2 separate regions of the Rattus norvegicus genome follow, and region 2 is linked to region 1. A link is a contact called in public HiChIP or PLAC-seq data. All regions are on one chromosome and are shown on one strand. Each heading gives the region's core, a stretch centred on a gene start, on an enhancer-like site or on the middle of the called end of the contact. The rest is flanking DNA. Distances are from core to core; before and after follow the strand shown. Region 1 holds the start of Fbxl14 (F-box and leucine-rich repeat protein 14). Region 2 holds the start of Wnk1 (WNK lysine deficient protein kinase 1).

The links. HiChIP or PLAC-seq counts read pairs in DNA pulled down with a chosen protein or histone mark.
Region 2: a contact with region 1 is called in an H3K27ac HiChIP or PLAC-seq map of oligodendrocytes, with 4 times the contacts expected there. The contact joins the promoter of Wnk1 here to the promoter of Fbxl14 in region 1. A contact is called at or near these places in 1 of 12 Hi-C or Micro-C datasets (frontal cortex) and 1 of 1 datasets of contacts at active chromatin or transcription factors (oligodendrocytes).

The regions. Positions count from the first base shown.
Region 1 is chr4:154,332,382-154,337,013 of GRCr8, forward strand. Fbxl14 (F-box and leucine-rich repeat protein 14) reads left to right here and starts at 2,439. Exons shown (of 1, transcript NM_001271276.2): 1 at 2,439-4,632. The coding sequence starts at 2,628. The coding sequence ends at 3,830. It also overlaps a transcript of Wnt5b not described here.
Region 2 is chr4:154,924,312-154,928,943 of GRCr8, forward strand. It overlaps Wnk1 (WNK lysine deficient protein kinase 1), which reads right to left and starts at 1,836. Exons shown (of 28, transcript NM_001002823.2): 1 at 913-1,836. The coding sequence starts at 1,671.

The DNA of each region.
Region 1 (4,632 bases), core at 1,189-3,688:
GCAAGTTCCAAGGCAGCCAGGACTACAAAGTGAGGCCCGCTCTCCAAACAAACAAACAACAAACAAACAAACAAATCAGCAACAAAAACCTCACTGGTAACTCTCTCTTCCTTACTCGCTCATGCACAGCACAGCACAAAACAAGACCCCAAAAGTAGGAGGGGAATGTGGTGGGGGAGTGGAAAGGGGATGGTAGAAGGTAAGAAGGGGCAAAAAAAAAAAAAAAAACAAAACAAAACAAAACAAAAAAAAAAAAACAAAAAACCAACCCAGAAGCACATATGAAATTGTCAGAAAGTAACTTTTTTTTTAAAATGTGACTTTCAGGGCAGGCAAGATGGCTCAGTGGGTAAAAGCACTTTCAAATCTGAGGGCCTGAAGTTGATTCCTTGGACCCACATAGTAGGGGAGAGCTAAGTCTCAAATAATTGGTCTCTGACTTCCACGTGGTGTGTCGAGGAACTCACTTGTGCTTGTGCTCGTAAATAAATGCATGTGAATGTGCACACACATGTTGGGTAAAAGGTAATAAAAGCCTGCTTGGGTTTGAAAAGGTGCTTACTGCCAAGCCTGACCAGCTGAGTGTTATCTTCAGCACTCATACAGTAGGAGCAGAGAACAGATGGCCCCGGAGGCTGCTTAAACAGAAGATAACCCAGATGACCCCAGGAGGACAGTGCACACTGAGGCATAGCCAGAACTGTTACACTGTACATCACGAATTATTTGGTGACAAACAATGTTTTCTATTATTCAGGAAGGTCATGAAAGTCAACAGGCCTCAACGGACTGTGAAATGTGAGATACAGGCCTGCAAGAATTTTAGCCTCTGCATTTCCTGATAAAGACCTTCCGGGTGGGATTTACTGCTTATTGTGTCTGTTAGTTCTTCTGTATGCACTTGGGTCTAAAAAGTATCTGTTTCTTAGAAAAGAGGAGTGGCTAAAAGCTAAGGAGATCATATTCCGAATTTGGAACATATCCCAAATCTTGTTCAGCGCAAGATGTCAGCAGGTAAGGTTACTACCACCAAGTCTCCTGATCTGAGTTCGATGCTGGAATCCACGTGACAGAAGGAAAGGAATGGCTTCTTCAATTGTATACTGGCTCTGCAACATGCTCCCTCCCCCATTAAACAAACACAGTATAATAATTTTTAAAAAGACTTGTTCAGGTTCCCAAAGAGTCAAGGAAACCAGATAAGTCAGGTTGTTTTATATCTAGAAGCGTGAACTTGTAACTTAATTCTCAGGATCCTTTTTTTTCTGAACTAAAAACTCTTCAGGGGTAGTAAAAACACAATTCTGAAATCCTATCCTTCATGCAGATATTTAAGACCCGAGGCTACACTGTATAGAATTGAGCTCTGCCCTAGGTTCATAAAATATACATAAAACACAAGGCTGGTGCATCTTTAACCAAACCAAACAGCATATGTGTGTCAGCACCTACAGACATACTAGGTATCCCTACAGTTGGGCCAGGCAATCTGTAGTCTAAGAGGCTGAAGAGAAAGACAAAACCAGGTGTAGGTTAGACAGCAAGGCAGGAGCAGAAGCGGTGGGAAGTTATGACACAAAGTTGGAAGGGAAAGGAACTCACATGGGTGTACGGAAAAGAAGACTGTAGACCGAAGGCACTCTGGACAACTTCCAGAAATTTCTAGAGTGAGAACTGTCAAACTATCCTGACTAAAACCCACTTTCTCCTCCAATTTAAGACTCAATACTGAAGAGAAAGGAATGGTGGGAAGGCTGCCCGACTGGGGCAGTGGGTGTGGTGAGATGGTTAAAGTAATGCGGGCAAGAAGGGATGGAGTATGCGGGCAAGAGAGGATGCAGTATGCGGGCTGGAGAGGACGTGGAGTGAGCGTGGACACCGAGGGGAGCGGCCCGTGGGACACCGGGCGCTCTTAAGGGCTGCGCGATGCGGCGAGGCTGCCAGCCATCCTGGCGCGCATGGGGTTAAGCCTCCGCGGCCGAGGGCAGAGCCCGGTTTCCAGGGAAACGGCTCCGCCAGTTCCGGCGGCGCGGGCGCGTACCACTGAGCAGGGGTGCCGGCGCGGAGGACGCGAAGGGCGCAGCGCGGCTGGCCGACTCCTGGGGCGCGGGCCCGATTACGCCGGTGAGTTCGCCACGTCCCGCTGCCCGCGGCCGTGAGCCGAACCCGCGCGGCCTAGGCCTGGGAGGAGCGGCGCGCGGCGGCTTCGGAGTTCCCCCGCGCAGCGGCCGAGTGCCAGCAGCCCGGGGCTGGGCGGTTTGAACCGCGGACGGCAGACAAAGGCAGCAGGAAGCCGTCCGCAGCCCGAGCGCCCGGCCCGGGCCTCGCCGGCGCGCGCAGCAGCGACGCGGCCGGGCGCGGGATGCCGCAGGGCTCGGGGCGGCGGCGGCGCGCGGGCGCGGACGCGGCGCCCGCCCCAGCCGGGATGTGAGGCCCGAGCGGCCGCGCGGGGGCGGGAAGGGAGGCAGGAAGGAAGCGCCGCTCGGACGCGCCGGGAGGAGGAGCGGCGGCCCGGCCGGAAGGCGGGGAGGGGCGGCCGTTGGCCCGCGGCGGCCCGCTCTCGGCGCCTCCCGGGGCGGCGGCGCCCGCGCCTCCTGCACCCGGCGCGGCGTAGCGGCGGGAGGAAGATGGAGACCCACATCTCGTGCCTGTTTCCGGAGCTGCTGGCCATGATCTTCGGCTACTTGGACGTCCGAGACAAGGGTCGCGCGGCGCAGGTGTGCACGGCCTGGCGGGACGCCGCCTACCACAAGTCAGTGTGGCGGGGCGTGGAGGCCAAGCTGCACCTGCGCCGGGCGAACCCGTCGCTGTTCCCCAGCCTTCAGGCCCGGGGCATCCGCCGCGTGCAGATCCTCAGCCTCCGCCGCAGCCTCAGCTACGTGATCCAGGGCATGGCGAACATCGAGAGCCTCAACCTCAGCGGCTGCTACAACCTCACCGATAACGGCCTGGGCCACGCGTTCGTGCAGGAGATCGGCTCGCTGCGCGCTCTCAACTTGAGCCTCTGCAAGCAGATCACAGACAGCAGCCTGGGCCGCATAGCCCAGTACCTCAAGGGCCTGGAGGTGCTAGAGCTGGGGGGCTGCAGCAACATCACCAACACCGGCCTTCTGCTCATCGCCTGGGGGCTGCAGCGCCTCAAGAGCCTTAACCTCCGCAGCTGCCGCCATCTCTCAGACGTGGGCATCGGGCACCTGGCCGGCATGACGCGCAGCGCTGCCGAGGGCTGCCTGGGCCTGGAGCAGCTCACTCTACAGGACTGCCAGAAACTCACGGATCTTTCTCTGAAGCACATCTCGCGAGGGCTGACGGGCCTCAGGCTCCTCAACCTCAGCTTCTGTGGCGGGATCTCGGACGCGGGCCTTCTGCACCTGTCGCACATGGGCAGCCTGCGCAGCCTTAACCTGCGCTCCTGCGACAACATCAGCGACACTGGCATCATGCATTTGGCCATGGGCAGCCTGCGCCTCTCCGGTCTGGATGTGTCATTCTGTGACAAGGTGGGAGATCAGAGCCTGGCTTACATAGCCCAGGGACTGGACGGCCTCAAGTCCCTCTCCCTTTGCTCTTGCCATATCAGTGACGATGGCATCAACCGCATGGTGCGGCAGATGCACGGGCTGCGCACGCTCAACATTGGACAGTGTGTGCGCATCACGGACAAGGGACTGGAGCTGATCGCTGAGCACCTGAGCCAGCTCACAGGCATAGACCTGTACGGCTGCACTAGGATCACCAAGCGCGGCCTGGAGCGCATCACGCAGCTGCCCTGCCTCAAGGTACTTAACCTGGGACTTTGGCAGATGACGGACAGTGAGAAGGTCAGGTGAGGGCGGCAGTTCCAGTTACCCTGCCCCGCCCTGTTCATCCCAGGACCACCACTGTTCCCGCACCCTCACGCGCGCACTTACACATTCAGGGCAGTGGCCGCGATGGGGCGATGACGCGAAGCCTGGGCTCTTTTCTCCTAGTCTGGCGCCCCTCCCCACTGCGTCTGGGGTTCTTCTGCTCCCTCTACCCACTCTCCTCTCCTTTCGCAGTGAGTGGAGAGATGGACCCTGCTGCTTCTCTGCCCACTCTTCTGCAGGGTGTGGAGACTTTCAGCCACCGCCAACTGTATCCTGGGGCACTGCATTTGGAAATGGGGTGGGGGCGGGGAGGGACTAGTTTCAACCCCGAGGAGTTGAGGAAAGATGTCTGCCTTCACGTATACTTTCATTTGGATACTGTGATCTGGCTTTTATTTCGAAATGTGTAGAAAGCAAGCCCGACTAAAGCAGCCTTTTCATCCACATTGTAGCCAGTCTCCTCTCATCGCTGCCCTTCGGTGTCTGCGACTCACTTCGGTTTTGGTTTTGTTCTTGTTCTTTTTTGGTTTTGTTTTTTTATCTGCTTTCCTTTTAATTTTCAAAGAATTTGAAATCATAGTCCTTTTTTTCTGCTGAGTATATTCTATATATTCTATATATATATGTGTCCTATATATATGTGTCTGGCTACCTCGTTTTAGTTTACTTTTTTCTCTTAAGCCCTGGAATTCTACAAGAGAGATATTTTGAGATTGAAACATTTTTGTGCCTAGACTGGAAAGATGCCCACTGGGTTTGTATCTGTTTTTGGTTTTGACTTCTT
Region 2 (4,632 bases), core at 586-3,085, 590 kb after region 1:
AATAATCTTTCATAACAATATTACAATAATGATGGTACTGTCACAACTTTCAAAGCACTTATACAATTCTGCATGGACTTTTACTACTCAGTATGGACTGAATAGGACCAAGAACAGACACTCTAATGAAGTGTCAGATCACAGCTAGCCACATGGCTTAAGCACCTGTAGGTAGGTGCATACTGTACCCTCCTACTCTGAAAGCACTTATCCTTAAAGGGAAAGAAAAGAGAGTTTTGATGGTTTTAAGGCAATGTCTTACTATGCAGTCCAGAATGGCCTTGAACTTGAAGTTCTCCTGCCTCAGCCTCTACAGTAGTAGAGATTTTCAGGCATGCCCTGTCACATCTAGAAAGCATTTCTGTCTTATTATCTACTAAATGTCTATGCTGCTATCAAGTACAGGGTCTGGTCTAACAACCCGATCTTAGAGATGGACACACACAAGGCAGTTCATTATTGCAGAGACTTAAATGAGACTGACGTGCACAGGAACAAAAAGATTTGATATTTACTTAACACAAAAAATGTTCCCAAAGGCTGAGGATATATATAGCTCAGTGGGAAAGCACTTGTCCAGGCCCCACTTGTTCAATCCCCAGCACAAGGAGGGAAACCCTTTTCCAATAATTCCATGTTTCCTGGCAGACATTAAACACACAAGTTTGTACTTAAATGACGTTTTATCCCCTGCCTGATAACAATCCCTCGACACCAATAGTTCCTATCGTTTTCCAAACACCTAACTACAGGCTCCACAATCTCCCAATTTCCACCTCTTCGGATGCTGGCCTCCCCCGCCCTCCTCTCAGAGTCACAGAATTACAAGTAAAGAGTGAACTCGACAAACTGGCTTAACCGAGTCAAATTTGGGATCCAAACAACAGAATAAGAAGGGAGGTGGGGCATTACCTGCAATTCACACCAGGCGACTTCCACAGTGGTTTCGGTGTCCAGACCTTTGTAGACCGTCTTAAAGGAGCCTCTGCCGATTTCGATGTCAAATTTGAGAAAGCGACCGTCATTGGACATTCCCACTGCCTTGGTCTCCAGCTCTTCGATATCATCCTGTTGCTGGTTCCTTTCCTCCTGCGGCTCTTTGGCACTGGCACCACCGCTGCCACTTCCACTTCTGGACGGCGGCGGCTCCTCTTTGCTACCCACGAGGCTGGGCTGGGACACCGGGCGGTCTTTGCTGGTACTGCTGGGGACGGTCGCGGTGGCCGAGCCTACAACGGCTTGTTCCCCAGGGGAGGCAGCAGCCGAGGGTTGCTGAGACACCTGGGAAGCAACGGTGGCCGTCAAAGTTTCCTCTCTGTGAGGCTCGGGTGGAGCACTCTGAGGCACCACTGCGGGTACACTAGGTTGAGGGATAGAGAGAGGGAGGCCCGGCAGCTCCAACGCCGTGGCATTGGAGTCGCAGATGACGCTTCGGCGGAAAAATCGGTGCTCCGTGGGGGTAGTGGTGGCGGCCGCCCCACGACTGTCCTTGTCCATAGTGTGCCGGCGGCGCCGGTATTCCTCTGTCCTGCCAATTCCGGAGTCGGCGACCGCGGCCCCCAGTTTCTCGCCCACGGAAGAATCGGAGCTTGAGCCATTCTTGGGGACTGGAGCCGGAGGCGAAAGGAAGCCAGGAGTGCCGCTCTGCTTCTCTGCGGTGCCGTCAGACATGGTTGGTCCGGTGGAGTGAAGAATGCGGGCTCGGATTTATGAATGAAAAGGGAAAAGGGTGGCCCGGAGAAGCCACCAAGAAGTGCTGGGCAGCGCTCCTACGGCGGGCTCGGAGCCACCGGACGACTCCCACTCAGCACTGACAAGGCGCCCCGAGGGCGACGCGGGACACTGAGTCCGGCTGCGGCGGCTGCTGGCACCGAGGCTGCTGCGGCTCACGGAGCGGGCTCGTCGGCGAGCGAGGAGGGAGCGGAGCCACGGGGGTTAGCGCCGCACAGTCCGCATCCATCCTGCAGCCAGCGGAGGCCGGTAGGGCTGTGGCAGCAGAAGCGCCGCAGTCATGAGGAGCAGGGCGCGGAATTGGCTCCCAGGCGAGCGGATGCGACGAAAGTGAAGACGGCTAAGCTCCCGCCGCAGCCGCCGCCGCCGCCGCCCGCCGAGCACGGCGGGATAGGCCCTGAGGGCGGAGGCACAGCGCGCGAGGGACGAGCCCCGACGCCGGGCGGTGGCAGCCCGGGGCACAGGAGTGGGAGGGGCCGCGCAGGGGAAGGAGGGCCGAGGCCCGGGTTCCCGGTCTCTCGGCCGCCGCCTCAGGCAGCACGCGCCCCGAAGAGGGGACCAGTCTCAGAGGGCGCCCATCACTAGATGCTGAGGGCGGAAGCCTCGAAGCCTCGAAGCCTGAGGAGCGGCCCCCCCCGTCCCCGAGGCCTCCCCGCCCGCCCCGGGCCTGGCGAACCTCTTCCCCTCTCTGGACGGCGCCGGGGGCAGAGGAGGGAGGGAACTGTGGGGAGGGGAGGGCCGCTCACCGCGGGGCCCGGGCTCCGCTACTTCTCTGACCAGGAGGAGAGGAGACCGAAAGAACTGGGAGGAGGGGGAAAGGGAGAGAAGAGAGCAGTCACCCCACTAGGAGCCTTCTGTCAGCGAAGAAGGGAGTACGGGATGGCCGAGCAGAAGAAACGCGTCCGCCCGGGAAACTCTCCGCTTTAAATGGCGCCGATGTCTGAAGCCTCCACACAGCCCGCTTGGACCCCGCCCCCCGCCGCCCGGGGCGGCCCCGCCCACATCGCGCTCGGGGGCTCTCGCGCAGGCGTGCGGAGCTCGAGACACGATGGGATTTGTAGTTTCTGAGTGAAAACCGTGAAATGGGCCTAGGAGGAACGCGCCTACTACTTCCGTGATGCCCTGCGATTGCTCTAGCCTGGTGCCTCCTGGGAATTGTAGTTTCTTTTTTGAAAACCGCCCCTTCTGAAAGCCTGATGGGAGCGTCATCCTGGGTCGCTCAATTCCATTCCAAACTCAGTACTCCCTATCAAAATCATTATTTAAGAATCAATCGCAAAAGAAGAGAAGAAAGGAGAGAAAAAAGAAAAGAGAGAATGAGAGACTTCCGTCATGCTCTACTTAGACAGCTCATAAAGCTGCCATGGATTGAAAAATGATCTGTTGTTCGTCTTTAATGGAGAGCCTCCTTAGTGTTGAGTGATTAGAGGTGTGGGAGTGAAGAAGAAGGTAAAGCTGGATAGAGCCTGAGTTCGAAGAGTTCCGGGAAACTTTGTGAAGAGTACACATAAGATCACTGTTGATTAGATGGGTTAGGGAAGACAAAATATATTCCATCCTTCTCTTCACAACAACTAAAGCCACATGCTCATCTCCAGTTTCCAAACAAGTACTTTGGCTGCAAAGATGGGCTGCCTACTAAATAAAACCCAGGATCAGAGCGGACCTCTTTGCTTTGCCAGAAACTTAACGGGAACCAGAGTTGTGGGGGGCGGGGAGAGGCGGGTGACAGGCAAAGGAGGAGGTCGAGTTCGAAAGTAGTCTACGTCTTTGATCTTTGATTACAAATTTGAGAGGACATAGTTGACTTTCGCCTCTATATTTGAGTAAAATTTATTTTCCTTTTGTTTTGTTATACTCCCCCTCGGTGGCTCAGTAAAGCATCCCCTTTAGCATATGTATACATATGTGAATAACACCAAGACGCGGAACTAGGGAAACCTAGATCCGTGCAGTTACAGTAATGGAATTCTTCTCTTCAAAATATCCCTAGTGCTTCCTGGACCACCTTTGCTACTACGTAAGATTATAGTTGTAATGAGCACCAGGGGGCACCAGACAGAGAAGGAAATCAAATTTCTGAGCCAGATGGCAGTTACAAGTCTTAACCCAACCGGTGAGAGCGGGAAGCGCTTAAACGTACGCAACCGCACCGGAGCGTGAATACGCTGCAGCCTCAGCCCGGGACTGGAACGAGCTCTGAAGCGCGTTTTCTTAGTCCAAGACCCTATGAGAGGAGCAGTGATTTGGAAGCAGCTAGACAGAAGATTCGTTGACTCAGTGTATCTAGATAAACTCCGCATAGAGAAGTCTTGCTATACAATTGATATTAACTTATCAGAAACGTTTAAAAAGAAGTTAGTACTCTCCCCCCCCCCCCGCTTCTCTCTCTCTCTCTCTCTCTCTCTCTCTCTCTCTCTCTCTCTCTCTCTCTCTCTCTCTCTCTCTCTCTCTCTCGCTGGCCCCGAAAGCTACCATATAAGTTTTAGAGTTTGTTTGAAACCTATGGTTGTTAGATTTCATAAAGAAGGCAGGTTGTTAACATTTTAAAATATAAGTGCAGAAGGGACAGAGAGAATACTGAAATATTAGTGCTCTACTGTTTTAGAAAATCAGTAGTTCGCTATATTAATGGTAAGTCTGTTTTAGTACATTTAATTAGTGGTTTATCTCCAGTCATAAATCTAATCTCAGCAAGTGAAGAAGTAACTGTGAAGTGCATTTTTCTTGTACTTCTTGAAGCTACTGATATAATTTTCTCAGTTGTTGCTTTACCAGAGAAAACTTTATATAGCACAAAGGGACTTAATTATACAGTGGTGAATTTTTAAAAGGCCAGTAAATCACAATGTTTATTTTTGTTTCTATAAAAAGAAATTAGGATATTTCTATACGGGTGGT